Linked DNA regions of Mus musculus: regions 2, 3 and 4 are each linked to region 1. The links are chromatin contacts, called in public Hi-C, HiChIP or PLAC-seq and promoter capture Hi-C maps. All regions are on one chromosome and are shown on one strand. The core of a region is the stretch at or near the end of the contact, and the rest is flanking DNA. Distances in the headings are between cores, read along the strand shown.

Evidence for each region. A called contact is a pair of places that touch in the nucleus more often than the background predicts. HiChIP or PLAC-seq counts read pairs in DNA pulled down with a chosen protein or histone mark. Capture Hi-C pulls out chosen DNA fragments and counts their contacts.
Region 2: a contact with region 1 is called in a promoter capture Hi-C map of liver. The contact joins two enhancer-like sites. A contact is called at or near these places in 2 of 15 datasets of contacts at CTCF or cohesin (the G1E-ER4 cell line and the NIH/3T3 cell line), 28 of 484 Hi-C or Micro-C datasets (the C2C12 cell line, the G1E-ER4 cell line, Kupffer cells and 18 more), 8 of 115 datasets of contacts at active chromatin or transcription factors (the HPC-7 cell line, embryonic basal ganglia, extraembryonic endoderm stem cells and 5 more) and 3 of 9 other capture datasets (adipose tissue, liver and pancreatic islet).
Region 3: a Hi-C map of uterus shows a contact between it and region 1, with 2.2 times the contacts expected there. The contact joins two enhancer-like sites. A contact is called at or near these places in 1 of 15 datasets of contacts at CTCF or cohesin (the NIH/3T3 cell line), 7 of 484 Hi-C or Micro-C datasets (bone marrow-derived macrophages, granulosa cells and uterus), 7 of 115 datasets of contacts at active chromatin or transcription factors (embryonic fibroblasts, epiblast stem cells, fetal liver and 4 more) and 4 of 9 other capture datasets (adipose tissue, embryonic stem cells, liver and 1 more).
Region 4: a contact with region 1 is called in an H3K27ac HiChIP or PLAC-seq map of the NIH/3T3 cell line, with 7 times the contacts expected there. The contact joins two enhancer-like sites. A contact is called at or near these places in 1 of 15 datasets of contacts at CTCF or cohesin (the NIH/3T3 cell line), 5 of 484 Hi-C or Micro-C datasets (bone marrow-derived macrophages, embryonic fibroblasts, liver and 2 more), 5 of 115 datasets of contacts at active chromatin or transcription factors (the NIH/3T3 cell line, embryonic basal ganglia, embryonic midbrain and 2 more) and 3 of 9 other capture datasets (adipose tissue, liver and pancreatic islet).

The regions. Positions count from the first base shown.
Region 1 is chr6:71,932,478-71,935,791 of GRCm38.p6, forward strand. All of the region lies in intron 12 of Polr1a (polymerase (RNA) I polypeptide A), which reads left to right. Among named protein-coding and RNA genes, the nearest start is that of Polr1a, 25 kb to the left of the region's middle. Within about 2 kb of position 1,629, at least 131 of the 459 cell types and tissues checked have an H3K27ac peak or open chromatin away from gene starts, as enhancers often do. A contact at or near this core is called in the NIH/3T3 cell line, Sertoli cells, adipose tissue and 3 more, where this site is marked.
Region 2 is chr6:72,140,984-72,144,080 of GRCm38.p6, forward strand. St3gal5 (ST3 beta-galactoside alpha-2,3-sialyltransferase 5) reads left to right here. Exons shown (of 7, transcript NM_001035228.2): 4 at 1,157-1,500. Among named protein-coding and RNA genes, the nearest start is that of 4933431G14Rik, 19 kb to the left of the region's middle. Within about 2 kb of position 1,793, at least 11 of the 459 cell types and tissues checked have an H3K27ac peak or open chromatin away from gene starts, as enhancers often do. A contact at or near this core is called in Sertoli cells and liver, where this site is marked.
Region 3 is chr6:72,075,247-72,078,196 of GRCm38.p6, forward strand. No RefSeq gene overlaps it. Among named protein-coding and RNA genes, the nearest start is that of St3gal5, 21 kb to the right of the region's middle. Within about 2 kb of position 1,280, at least 14 of the 459 cell types and tissues checked have an H3K27ac peak or open chromatin away from gene starts, as enhancers often do. A contact at or near this core is called in uterus, where this site is marked.
Region 4 is chr6:72,187,742-72,190,767 of GRCm38.p6, forward strand. No RefSeq gene overlaps it. Among named protein-coding and RNA genes, the nearest start is that of Gm38832, 27 kb to the left of the region's middle. Within about 2 kb of position 1,425, at least 87 of the 459 cell types and tissues checked have an H3K27ac peak or open chromatin away from gene starts, as enhancers often do. A contact at or near this core is called in the NIH/3T3 cell line, adipose tissue and trophoblast stem cells, where this site is marked.

The DNA.
Region 1 (3,314 bases), core at 379-2,878:
CTTCTGTGTGCTCGGGCTTTGCAAGGACATGACCCCGACAGGGACTGCCAATGAAAGAATGTGATCTGTGAGCCCAGAAGTGACTCTTCAAGGGCTGCAGGGGAGTTATGGATAAGTAGAGTCAGGTTGCAGAAGGGGCACCAGGGACATGTGGCTGTAGAGAAGGGTCAGAAGAGACGAATATGATGTCATGGAGAGGAGAGGGGTGTCAAGGGAAGACACAGGTTTTAGCGCCCATCTCCTGTAAAAACTACAGGTGTGAGGTGTAGATGGAGGGAGAGGTCATAGGATTAAGAACAAGCTATGAGAATATTAATCAAATAAAGAGTACAATAAGAGAAGATGAAGTCCTCTCAGCGTACACAGTGTGGGAGCAGTTGGGAATTTGGGGTGAGGGGATCCCTTGCAGGTTTTGTGTCTACACTTGTTTCTTGTCTGTAGTTAATGGAGTTCTTTAGTCCTGAGAAGGAGGCAGATTTCAGAGCCTTTACACTGAGGAAATAGGCAGTAAGCAGGTAAGAGTAAATTGAAGAGTAAATCAGAAATGGCCTGCTGCTCTTGGAGTATAAAGATAAGTCAGAGGTGTATCGGGATGCTTCCTCACATGGCCTGATGACTGCTGTGGACTCAGGTGGGGACAGGCAAAGGGTGGTGGGACAGGAGCTCCACTGAGGGAGCGCGCCCAGCCGCAGTGTGCTAGGCACTTCTCGTGAAGCCAGTGAGAGTTCTTCAGGAGCGGTGAGGGTGAGTGCTCGGGGCTCAGTTCTTCATCTTCCAACTTGGGCCCGAATCCTCAGCAAGTTCAGAAGGCCACCGATCACCTCTCACCGCAGCTGGTCAGCTGGCTCCATCTCCTCTTGGGGTTTGCAGATGTTGTTTCTCTGCCTTCCTTGTGACGCTGGAGCTGAATCCTGCTGCTCCTTCAAGTCTCAGGCCAGCCCTCTTTCCCTAGGGTCAGAGTAACTATTTCAGCCTTAATTGGTCTTGAGCTCTTACTATATAGTGTGAAAGCCAGTGTAGACAAATGGATGTGCATCCAAAAATATTTACAAAACCAGGTAGCCAGGCTGCAGACCGTATTTTACTACTCCTGAAAAGCGTGTGTTCCCCAGCACACGTAGTGTACCCTCCCTCATCCTACCCTTGCTTCTTGCTCTCACCACATGGTGCATCCCTATGTATGCACCCATCTCTCTGTTTGAGTTCCCCATTCCTGTGCAAAGACAGAAAACACAAGGGGTCCTTCCATCAGGTCCTAGGACTCAGAATGTCACATTGTCAATAATGTTATGTACATAGAGGACGCTTTGACATAGGCATGCATGCACTTCTAAGGGCTGGGAGAGGTGAACGGGAAGGAAACTAAAGATGAACTTACAGGTTAGGTCGGGGGGAAGGGTTGGCAGAAAGGTTATTGTAGTTTCTCTGTGATGGGGGTAACCACTGCCCTTTCCCCTGAGGCTCAACAAGAAGGAAGTGTTCAGGATAACCTAGGCTTGTTTCTCTGCCTGGCTGCCTGAGCAGCCTCTGGCCCCACGCCTGCCCCTGCAAACTCTTAACCCGGGCACTGGGGCACACTAATTTTCACCACAGTATTTATTTAGTGACAAGAGAAAGGAAAGGCCTTGGGTTTGGGTTGGCAAGGGGAGATTTCTGTTTGGATTGGCAAGTGCCTGGCAGACTGGCCTACATCTCTTCCCAGCTGCAGTGAATTTGCTTACAATGGATTCACTAGTCTCAGATTCTAGGCCCAACCTGGGCTCTTGGGACTGAGCCACAGATCTGGGCAACTTTTCCCTTGAGACACTGAGGAAAGAAAACCTCAGGCTGTGTGACGCACAGAGCAGCCAGTGCCCTGGGCAGCTGCTCAGAGGACTCCTCAGAGTTCAGGTCTCCTTGGAAACATGCAGGACTCGCCTGTGGGGGCAGGAAGGTTGGAATTCCTCAGGCAGCCAAAATACAGACTGCTTATCTTAGGGCTGCTACCCTGCTCCAGCCAAGGGAACTTTGAGGAGAACTGACAAGGACTGTGGGGGGAGGGGGGCATGTCTTCACAGCCCAGCTGACAGGCTTACCCTGGTCAGCTTCCCAGTGTGCCCTCACAGGTGGGCCACAGAAGGCTTCAAGACCTGTTTCCTCCTGCTTCTTAACTCTGTGACACAGATGGGACTAGAAAGAGAGGTGATTACCTCTGGGTCCATATCCTCTGGGCCCCTTACCTTTATGCAGTTTTTGTTGTTTTTGGGTTTTTTTGGGTTTTTTTGTTTTTTTTAATATGTCCTTGTGGTGTGTAACGTCAGCTTTGAGGAAAAGCTGTTCTGTCAAAGGAGCCGACAGGCTGGGTTTAAAAGGGCAAAGTGGGATCAGTGTTTGTCTTAAAAGGGAAAATTTCTTGTAAAAGGGAAAATTTCTTGTGCTCTTTTTATTCTTTAAAATTTGTATCTTCTGGTTTTCGCCCATCAATGAGCATACGACTTATGCAGTTTTTTGTTTTGTTTTATTTTGCTTTCTTACTGCATTTCTTTATTTGGGAAGAAGTCAGGGATCCACATGCCAAGGCATGTGTGTGGAATTCAGAGACACTTGTCTCCTCCTTCCATCATGTGTTCTCTCCTTCTGTCACGTGGGTCCCAGCGATCAAAGTCAGGTGTCAGGCTTGGTAGAAAGTGCCTTTACCCACCGAGTCATCTCTGGCTGGCAGAGGCAGGAGGATCATAAGTTTGAGACCAACTTTGACAACACAACAAGACAGTATTTACTAAAATGTTTATGCAGAAGTAATATGTGTTTTAATATGAACAATACTAAGATCTGGGGCGGTTAAGATGTGTTACTCAGTGCCTCAACGCCTTTTCTTTTAAGTCCACACCCCAGAGGCCTAGCAGTGAGTACCCACACGCCTTTTCCTATGTGCAGCTGCCCTAGATGTAGTTGATTTCCAGTCGTTGCATCCTGCTTCCTTACTGGGATTTTGATTTTGTTGGTTCTTTTAGCATCACACTGAGACTGGCATTGACCTAACCTAACCTCTATAATCACTGTAGCATTCTGTAATGTGTATACACTGGAATTCACTGCCATTTCTGTGGGACAGTTAGAATAGTTCTACTTTTCTGCCATTGTAAGCTGGGCTGCATAAACATACATTCTTTTTGCTAACCTTGGCATTTTGCTTACATCTTTTTTCCTTCTGAACAGCTAAGAGGAAATGTTTTAAATGTCATGGGGGGCGGGGGACGTATTTTCAGATTGTATCCGCCAAGATTATGGCAGTCTTTAATTTTTATACTTGTTTTGAATTTTTGAAGTACGGT
Region 2 (3,097 bases), core at 543-3,042, 210 kb after region 1:
CCCACACACACATGAACACTAACACATGCACACACCAGGCACACACACCCACTCACATACACATACACAGAATGAAGTGTAACAAAAAATTAGAGTAAAAATAACAAGACCGAGGAAAACCAGCTGAGGTCATGTTTATGACTACAACAGCTAGAATCTCCATGATACACTGACAGGTTTGAAGACAAGATACAGTCTTAAAAGTAGGTATCCTGTGACCTACAGGAGCCTGTGCCACACATCTGCACGGACTCGTGTGCACACAAGAGAAAACTGCCCCGGGGGAGGGGGGGAGCGGGGGGAGCTGTCGGACACAAAGATGGGAAGCACACAGCAGGAGCAGCACGTGGGAAGTCTTCTGACTGGGCCTCAGCAGCTGGCCTCGGTAGGAGGACCATCCCTGGGCACGTGCACAGGAACCAGCAAGTTCTGTGAGGTCAGGACACTTGTTCTCTGATAACACTGAAGGTCATTGTCTCCCAGACGGCACAAAGCCATAGAACAAAATTTACCATCTTAGCCAGTCCTGAGGGCCAAATCAGAGCATTGCAACATGCCAAGCAAACATACCACTGGGTGCATGCGTGTGTGTGTGTGTGTGTGTGTGTGTGTGTGTGTATGTGTGTGTGTGCACTATAACACAGTACGGAGGTCAGAGGACCACTTTGGGGAGTAAGCTTACTCCTTCTATTCTGTGAGTTCCCAGAGATTAATTAAACTCAGGTCAGCAGCAAGCATCTTTACCTACTGAGCCATCTTTCTGGCCCTCCAGAATCTTTCAAAAATACTGTTTTTGTTACTGTCAGACACATTCCTTATCTCTGCATCTCCTCAGTCCCTGGTCCCACTATTCTTCCTTGTGTTTTCTATAGATCTGACCACTATGCATACTGCAGGTAAGTACAGTCAGCCAACTTAGGGCCCATCTTCTGGTGACAGTTTGCCTCAGTGGCATAATGAAAGTAATGGCCTTGTAGAGTTTCTGTTCTTGTCATAAGATATGGCCTTCTGGTTCCTGCCCATTCCTGAGAAAACACTAACCCTAAAAGGTAAATGATGTATATCATCAGATGGTAATCACAGGACTAAATGTCTAGACAGTGTCATTTCTAATGTTGGAGAGGTTTTAAAGCCTATGTTGGTCATCCCCTTCCAGAGAGCTCAGAGCTATGCTCAGGAAGTCTTGCAGAAGGAATGTCGGCCCAGGTACGCGAAGACGGCTATGGCTCTGTTATTTGAGGACAGGTACAGCATCAACTTGGAGCCTTTTGTGCAGAAGGTCCCCACGGCCAGTGAAGCTGAGCTCAAGTATGACCCGCCTTTTGGATTCCGGAAGTTCTCCAGTAAAGTCCAGAGCCTCTTGGATATGCTGCCCGAACATGACTTTCCTGAACACTTGAGAGCCAAGGCCTGCAAGCGCTGTGTGGTTGTTGGGAACGGGGGCATCCTGCACGGACTAGAGCTGGGTCACGCCCTCAACCAGTTCGATGTGGTAATAAGGTATCTGCGCTCCAAACCAGCCTTGCTTCTCTAGAATCTTCCAGGGACAGAGAGGAACAGTGGGAGCTCTTCAGCACCCCTGCTTCAACTCTTGGGGGTGTTGAAACAAAATCACAAATGGCCAAGTGTCCAAACTGCATTGCTTACCCTAGATCCAAGGCCTATGTGTGGGCTGCCGTCACTGGCCAGGCCTCGCAGAGGAAGGAGGTTTGGAAAGGTGGAGGTGGGGGCTTGGTAACCAGTACTGTAAGACAGAGCCTGTAGGCTGATGCAAGGCAGGAGGGCAACACCTGGCTTTGGGGACAAAGTTTAGGGACAGTGAGCCCTGGGAGGACAGCCAGCCTCCAGGGCAGTTAGAACTCAGCACAGGCAGGAAACAGCCATCCTAGAGTTCAGTGATGTTCCTGACTCTTCAAGGGGGGGCGAGTGCTTGCTTGCATACTTGTTTGGTTTGGGGGCTTCTTGTTGTTGGGGGCGTTGTTTTGTTTGTTTGGTTGGTTTCTGTTTTTTAGGACAGGATCTCTCTGCCTAGGGTTAAAGGCATGTGCCACCACACAGTGCCTAAAAGTTATTTTTCCTATTTAATTATTTAGATTAGGGATATAGCCAAATGGTAGAATGCTTGCTTATAATACACAGGGGCCTGGATTTAGTGATAGTGCAGGAAAGAAAAAGGTTATCCAATTATAAATGTAAAACATACCCATTATTAGGAAGAAAATGAGGGCTACTCGGAACAGGAATCAGCAGCCACTGCCGACTGCTGTGCAGCCCCCCTCACTCCTGCTCTGGATGTGAGGTTGCGTCTGTGTTTCTGTCTCTCTCTAAAGATTGACTTTGTTTTTGGTTTGTGTAACCTGTGTATGTGTGCACATGCGAGGGAGTGCCCGTGGAGGCCAGAAGAGGCCGTCAGAATCTCCCAAGTGAAGTTACAGGCTGCTGTTAGCCACCCAACATGGCTGCTAGAAACCAAACTCTGGAAGAGCAGCAGGCGCCCTTCACCACGGGGCACCTCTCCAGCCCTCCACTGTGTTTTTACAAGATAGTTTAAACTTACACTTATGATTAGTTTCTGAGGTCTTAGTATCTTAGCGCTCCTTTAGAAGAAGATAATTTTTTGGTGGCTCTTTTGCCAGACATTAGAATATTTATGTCTCTTTACTTTTTATTGTGAAACTACTTTGCATATTTTTATGCACATGTCGTTTTATCCAGCTATGATTGGTTCCTTAGACAAGTTATTTAAAATAGAATTGGTCTCTTCAAGACCTGGGGCCTATTTTTCCGACCCTGGGTTACACTGCAGTAAATTAGCCACAAGATCTGGGTCCTCATTCAGTCTGTCCTGCAGAGACCCATGGGCAGGCGGGAGAGAGGGGAATGAAGACAGAGCCTACAGACGAAGGTGTGACATGCATGGCTGGGGGTGACACACAAAGAGTGGAAATAGTGACAAGACTGAATTTGGGGGACATACTGAAAAGTAATTGACAGCCCCTTTTAATAGCTTGAAAACTAATCTCAAGTGATAGATTTCTACTCCAGGGATCTCTGACCTTAGCAGAACCACTAACCAGAACCACTAACAGAACCCCGG
Region 3 (2,950 bases), core at 30-2,529, 140 kb after region 1:
AAGCATGTCTCTGTTTCCTCCTCTTCAAAATCTAGACTAATGAAGTGGGGCACAGGCAGAGACGGAGGTATCCAAGTATCACAACCAACACGGCTCAGATCATCCCCCTGACCCTCGCTCTCCAAGCCCAGGAGTCCTTTCTCCAAAGGATTGTCTCAGTCAATGTTGGGCTCTTTCTTGGACCCTCACATCAAGCCACCCACACGTAGGACAGAGATCTAGATGGCATATTCTAGTTGCTGCCAGTCATTTGGAGATTAGAATGCTTTATGGTGGTTGTTCAACCCTCGCTGCTCGATCCCTCAGAGAGTCCTCCTACCATTCTGGCTTGCCCCATCCCTGGATCAGTATGGCTACCTAGAGAAATTCATGGAGCCAAGTGCAAGGTAAAACTACAGGGTGTTGAAAAATGAATCCAGGGCTGGGAATGTAGGTCAGTTTATACAGTGCTTGCCTGACATGCAGGAAAAAACCCAGGATTCTACACACACACATACACCCCCCCCCAGCCATATGAACCAATCCTGATGGTGCATGGTTGGAATCTCAGCTCTCAGGAGGTGAAGGCAGGAAGATCAGAAGTTCAAGGGCAACCTTAAATATATAGTGAGTTTGAGGCCAGCAAGAGCACACCATTCAGCCAACTGTAGAGTCCTATTGATCACCAGGCCTTTCTAACTCATAGACCCTATGCATGCTGTTCAATCTCAACTGTCAACTTGCCAGAGACCTAGAATTACCTAGGAGATAAGCACCTGGGAATGCCTTTGGAAGATTATCTTGATCTCGTTAATTGAGATAAGAAGACTGACCCACTGTGGGACCAGTCTCTAGGCTGAGATCCTGGGCTGTGTGAAAGGGATAGATTGATCTTTACCCTCCCTCTGCTTCCTTTGATCTGCAAAGTGACCAGCTGCTGCCCAAACTCCCCCACTAATGCAGACTGTAACATGTGACTCAAAATAAACCCTTCCTCCCTTAGTGTGATCTCGTTGGGAGTATTTTAACACAGAACAGCAAAAAGTAAGAAGTTACAGACCATTCAGTCTTCCATTCTAATGACAAAGGTCGTCAAGACCCTGGCCAGCATCCTACTGATTAATAGCAAGTAGCAGAACACTCCTGTATTTATGGGCACAGAGGGGCTGATGTCAGCATCAGTTTGTCTTCAGATGCTGACATTCCACCTCATTTGCTGACATTCACCACAGCATAATTCAGTGTGGGAGGAGGAATACTCACCCCCACAAACTCTGTTGTTTTGCCTTTGGTCCTACCCATGTGGTTATATCCTTGTGGTCCACAAAGGACAACCAGAGTCAGTTTTTGGAAGGAATGGGGCTGGACTCTGTTAGTGGAAACTCTTTCTCAGAATTGTACGAGGCAAAACGATCTTCACAGACTTTATTTTTAGCAGATGTTCTTCACTGGCACAGTGAAACGCACTGTCCGTCAACATTCTAGTAACATAGTAAAGTGTGTATTTATAAAGATGCTCTAATGCGTTGCCATGGAGTAAAGGACCTCTGTTTCCGTGGGATGTCCTTCCGAAATGTGTGCTGATGTCAGCTCCCTTTTTCTGGATAGGACGAGGCAGCAGGGGAGGAGGGAAAGGAAGGGGTAGCTCGCTTCACTTGTGCTGAGTTTTCTTTTGGCTGGGCTCCTTTCTGTGGGAGATTAGAGGAGAAAAGTTGGCCACCAAGGAAGGCCATGGCCTCCCTCATAACCTTCTCAACTATACCAGCTACTTTACTCATTGCTATGACAAAAACCAACATTAAGAAAGGAGGAGTTCATCTTAGCTGATATGTTGAGAGGGTCCAGTCTGGCATGGTGGGAAAGGCAAGGTAGCCTGATACAGATGATCATGTTGGGTCCAGTCTGGAAGCAGAGAGCCAGGAGGGCCATGCTCAGCTCATTTCCCCTCTTCTCCAGCTTTACTCAATGTTGATTCCTAACCTTCATGTTCCCCACACCCAAAGGTGTGTCTCCTCAGCATTCTAAACCAGTCACATTGATAGTGAAGATTAATCACCATACCCTTCCTCCTCGTCCTCCTCCTCCTCTACGTATTTACCATTCTTCAGACCCATGAGTATGAGGGGTTGAGGCAAACACTGCACATGAGAATCCAAGGGAGAGACATAAGTGGATCATAGCAGAGCCTAATTACCATGGTGAACAAAAATGGCTTAAAACCAACTCATCCTTAGCATCAAAAATGGCAGGATTGATGCCACATATAAACAGCAAAAGGATGCTAATGGTTAGGATGCTAATGGTTAGGATGCTGATGGAATGAATCTCAGGATGCTGATGGTTAGGATGCTAGTGGTTAAGATATAGAAGTTAGAGAGCCTACACTAGGCTACCCAGATTCCCAATGTTTAGGCTGTCCATTTGTCCTGATCTCTGTCACTAAATATTTCTTGCTGCAAGAACCAGTTTGGGTGAGGCTGAGCTTTCATCAAAACTCACTGACGTGTCATTCCACATAAGACCGACCAAGCTCTCGGCATGGCCTCGGGCAAAAGACAGGCATGAGAGTAAGCTGAGGCAGCACAAATGGATGGCAACCCTGCCTTTAAACCTCCACTCACTCCCCCATGTACAAGGTCTTAAAGAGATGCTTTGTGGGAAGATCTTACGAGAGAAGACAATGATAGCAGTAGCATTCTGGAACCAAGAAAGAAAGCAAAGGAGGAGACACATGACTGAGCAAAGAACACAAGCCAAACCCCAAGCCACAGGCTCTTCAGAGGTAGAAGAGGGGCTGACCAGATGGTCAGTCAGTAAAGTATTCGCCTTTCAAGTATGAGGACCTGAGTTTAATCCCCACAATGCACGCAAGACATGTGTGCAAGACAGGTGTGGTACCACCTACTCATAGTCTCAGCTCTGGCAAGGTAGAGAAACAGAAGGATCCCTGAAGCTTGCTGGTCAGCCAGCT
Region 4 (3,026 bases), core at 175-2,674, 260 kb after region 1:
GTGGACATTTCAGGGCACTTGACAGAGATGAAGCAGGCTCGGGTGTGGGAGCTATGTGCCAGATCAGCAGCTCTGACCACCGCCCCCTCTTCTTTAGTCTCATGGTGCCGCACATCTGGACTGTGAAGAAAGACTGCACGGGTACAATTGCTCAGTTGATGCCCCCCCCCCAGTTGGATGGTGTTGGGTGAGTCTTGGGGGTCCTGTTTTTCTATATTGCTGTTAACAGATTCTCTTGCTAGGCTGCTGTGAGGATTGATTAACTGATACTGGCTCTGAAGGGTCAGCTCCATATAATAATCACGCTGCCTTTTAGTGAGCACTTGATACAACCAGACTCCAGCTAGTTCCCTACCTAGTTCATCTGAAACCTTCACAGGAGACTCCCAAGTAGCTTACCATTAAAAAAAAAAAAACAAAAAAACAAAAAAAAAAACAAAAAACAAAACAAAAAAAAAAAAACAAAAAAAAAAAAACAAAAAAAAAAACATCTATTTATTCTTTGACAGTTTCACACACATATACAGTGTACCTTGATCATGCCCCTGCCCGATCCCTGCCTCCCATGTTCATGTCCTCTTAATTTTTCTGTTATCATCGTCATCGGCGGCGGCGTCATCATCATCATCATCGAACCCACCGAGTTCAAATAGAGCTGCTTGATGGGAAACTGACAGACCTACGGCTTGGTCTTGTGCTGGTAACCCCAACAGAAATGAAGTGAGTTCCCGGAATTCAGCAGTTCCCAGCTCCCCTCCCCATCCACAGACTCTCACAGTCTCCCTTCCTCTGCTAAGGTTCTCTGAGCCTTGGGGGAGGAGGTTGGTTTGCTGATCCTATTTAGGCCTGAGTTCTCCGTAATCACTTAGCATCAGCACTTTGACTAATTCTAAGTCTCTGTATTAATTGTTACTCGGGCCAGAAGCGTCTCTGACCAATGTGGTTCTAATCTATGGATACAAATATAAATGCCTTAACATTTTGTCCCAGTGTTACAGATGGGCAGGTAGAGGCCCTTGCCCACAGTCACAGAGAGAGGGGCAGGGTGGTGAGTGGTTTATTTCCTTCCCAGGTTCCAAGGACCCATTGGGAACCATCCTGGGCCATGCAGGTCTCTGGCTGATGGTCCTGAAGGTTTGGAACAGGATGTGTGGGGATCAGAGCTCATCAGCTCTGCTGGACCCTCCCCTCACCCACATCCAGAGTCCTGGTTCTCTTGTTAAAAGCTGGGGTGGGGGAAGGAGCCCTTACACACAGCGCAAATGTGTCCCTCGCTGCCTGGATTCTCCTGGAACCCGGGCTGCGCGCACAGACAGAAGTTGTGTACACAGGATTTTAGTATTTCCTCTCCGGCTCCAGCCCCAATTTGAGGGCCTGTAAAAGCTTGAACGGCGTCCAGTGCGGCGTGGTTTGCCTAAGCCAGGCTCCCGGCGCTGAGTCAAAGCCCACACAGGGACCAGGGCGCCTGGGGTGGGGTGGGGGGACCAAGCAAGGAGGGGCGGATGGCGGGAGGGAAGCTGCTGGGGGGATGGAAGCACGGAGAAAGGCGCCAGCTGTGGGGGTAAGGGGACGCGGGGCGGGGAGGGGACTCCAGAGCGCCCACACGCAAACGGCCCAGTCTGCCAGGAGCTGGCTGATCTAGCTCTAAGCAAACCTCAGGGGCTGGGGCGCACTCCTGGGGAGAGGCTGAGGCGTAATTCCGTGACCCCTTTCCTCCCCCAGAGCCAGGGAAGCTTTCCCGTGTTGGTTGGGACAGTATTGGAGGTTAGGGAGAGAAGGCTCCTTGTGGCCGGGAGGTAGGTACTGAAGACTCTTCAGGCCACTGACTTTTAAGCATCTCAACTCTCAGCGTGAAAACGCCTTGTCCTTGAGCTGTGTGAACCTTCACAGCTCCCTCACTCAGCGTTCTCTCCTCTGTAAAGCCCGAGGGTGTGTCTACTCCCATCTCTGCAGCTCTAGTTCCAGCATATGGATGTGTGAGGCAGGAGAGAGACACAGGAAAAAAAAAAAAAAAAGGACGGGTCTTCCTCACCCTGGGACCCAGTGTGCAATGCCTGCTGGCTGTGCCCAGAAACTGCAATCCTGTTGATCAAGCCGAAACTGTCAATTGAGGTTGGGCTTGTCTTCTTGAATCCATAGCAAACATGGGTGTTTAAAACACACATGGTGCACACTTTGGGTCGAGGGCTGTGGCCTTAAAGTTACCAGGATCAGCGTCTTCTCCTCTCTAAATCTAAACACGCCTCATAAAACCTTACCTTGCAAATTCATTCGTAATCTCTTAAGACACGTAAGTAAACTGTTCACTTTCTAAACTTAATTTTTTTTAATGGGTGGTGGTGGAGAATGTCAGCAGGGTGGAACAGTCTGAAGCTTCTGTACCCCAAGCTAGCTAGGCACTCTCTGTGTGATTGAGGGTGACCTTGAACTCCTGATCCTCCGTCTCCACCTCCCGAGTGTCGAGATTGGGGGGGGGGGGGGGAAGCATGTGTCACCACACCCAACTTAAACTTCACTTAAGTTTTAAACTTTGCTTAATCTTTAAGGCTTGTGGTAATTGCATCCTTTGAATGGCATAATTTAGAAAAACCGCAGGATCCTGCAAAGTGCCACTGTGCTGGTGCAGTAGTGTGACTTCCTCTAGAAAACCTGCCCTCAACGTCGGAGCTGTGGACACTCTTTTCCTAGTGGCCATTCATATTCTCCCCCCTCCCCCTGCCCCCCCCACTCTCCATCTCCTTCTCCCCTCCCCCTCTCCTCCTTCCTGCCTCCCCCTCCCTCATCAGTGCTTAATGTTTTACCTCTTAACTCTGCTTAATAAACTCACTAACTCTGATTCACTCTGACTTGTGTTGAAGTACTTTTCTGGGGTGCAGGCAGGGACACACCACCACCACTACCACCACCCCATCCCCAGCCCATCCCCCACCTGTCCTTAACTCTTCACAGATCCGGTCTGAGGGCAAGGAGTGCCTGCTGAAGGAAGACTTGGCACTTCTTTGCTCTGTGTGAAGGGGTCAGGGTGG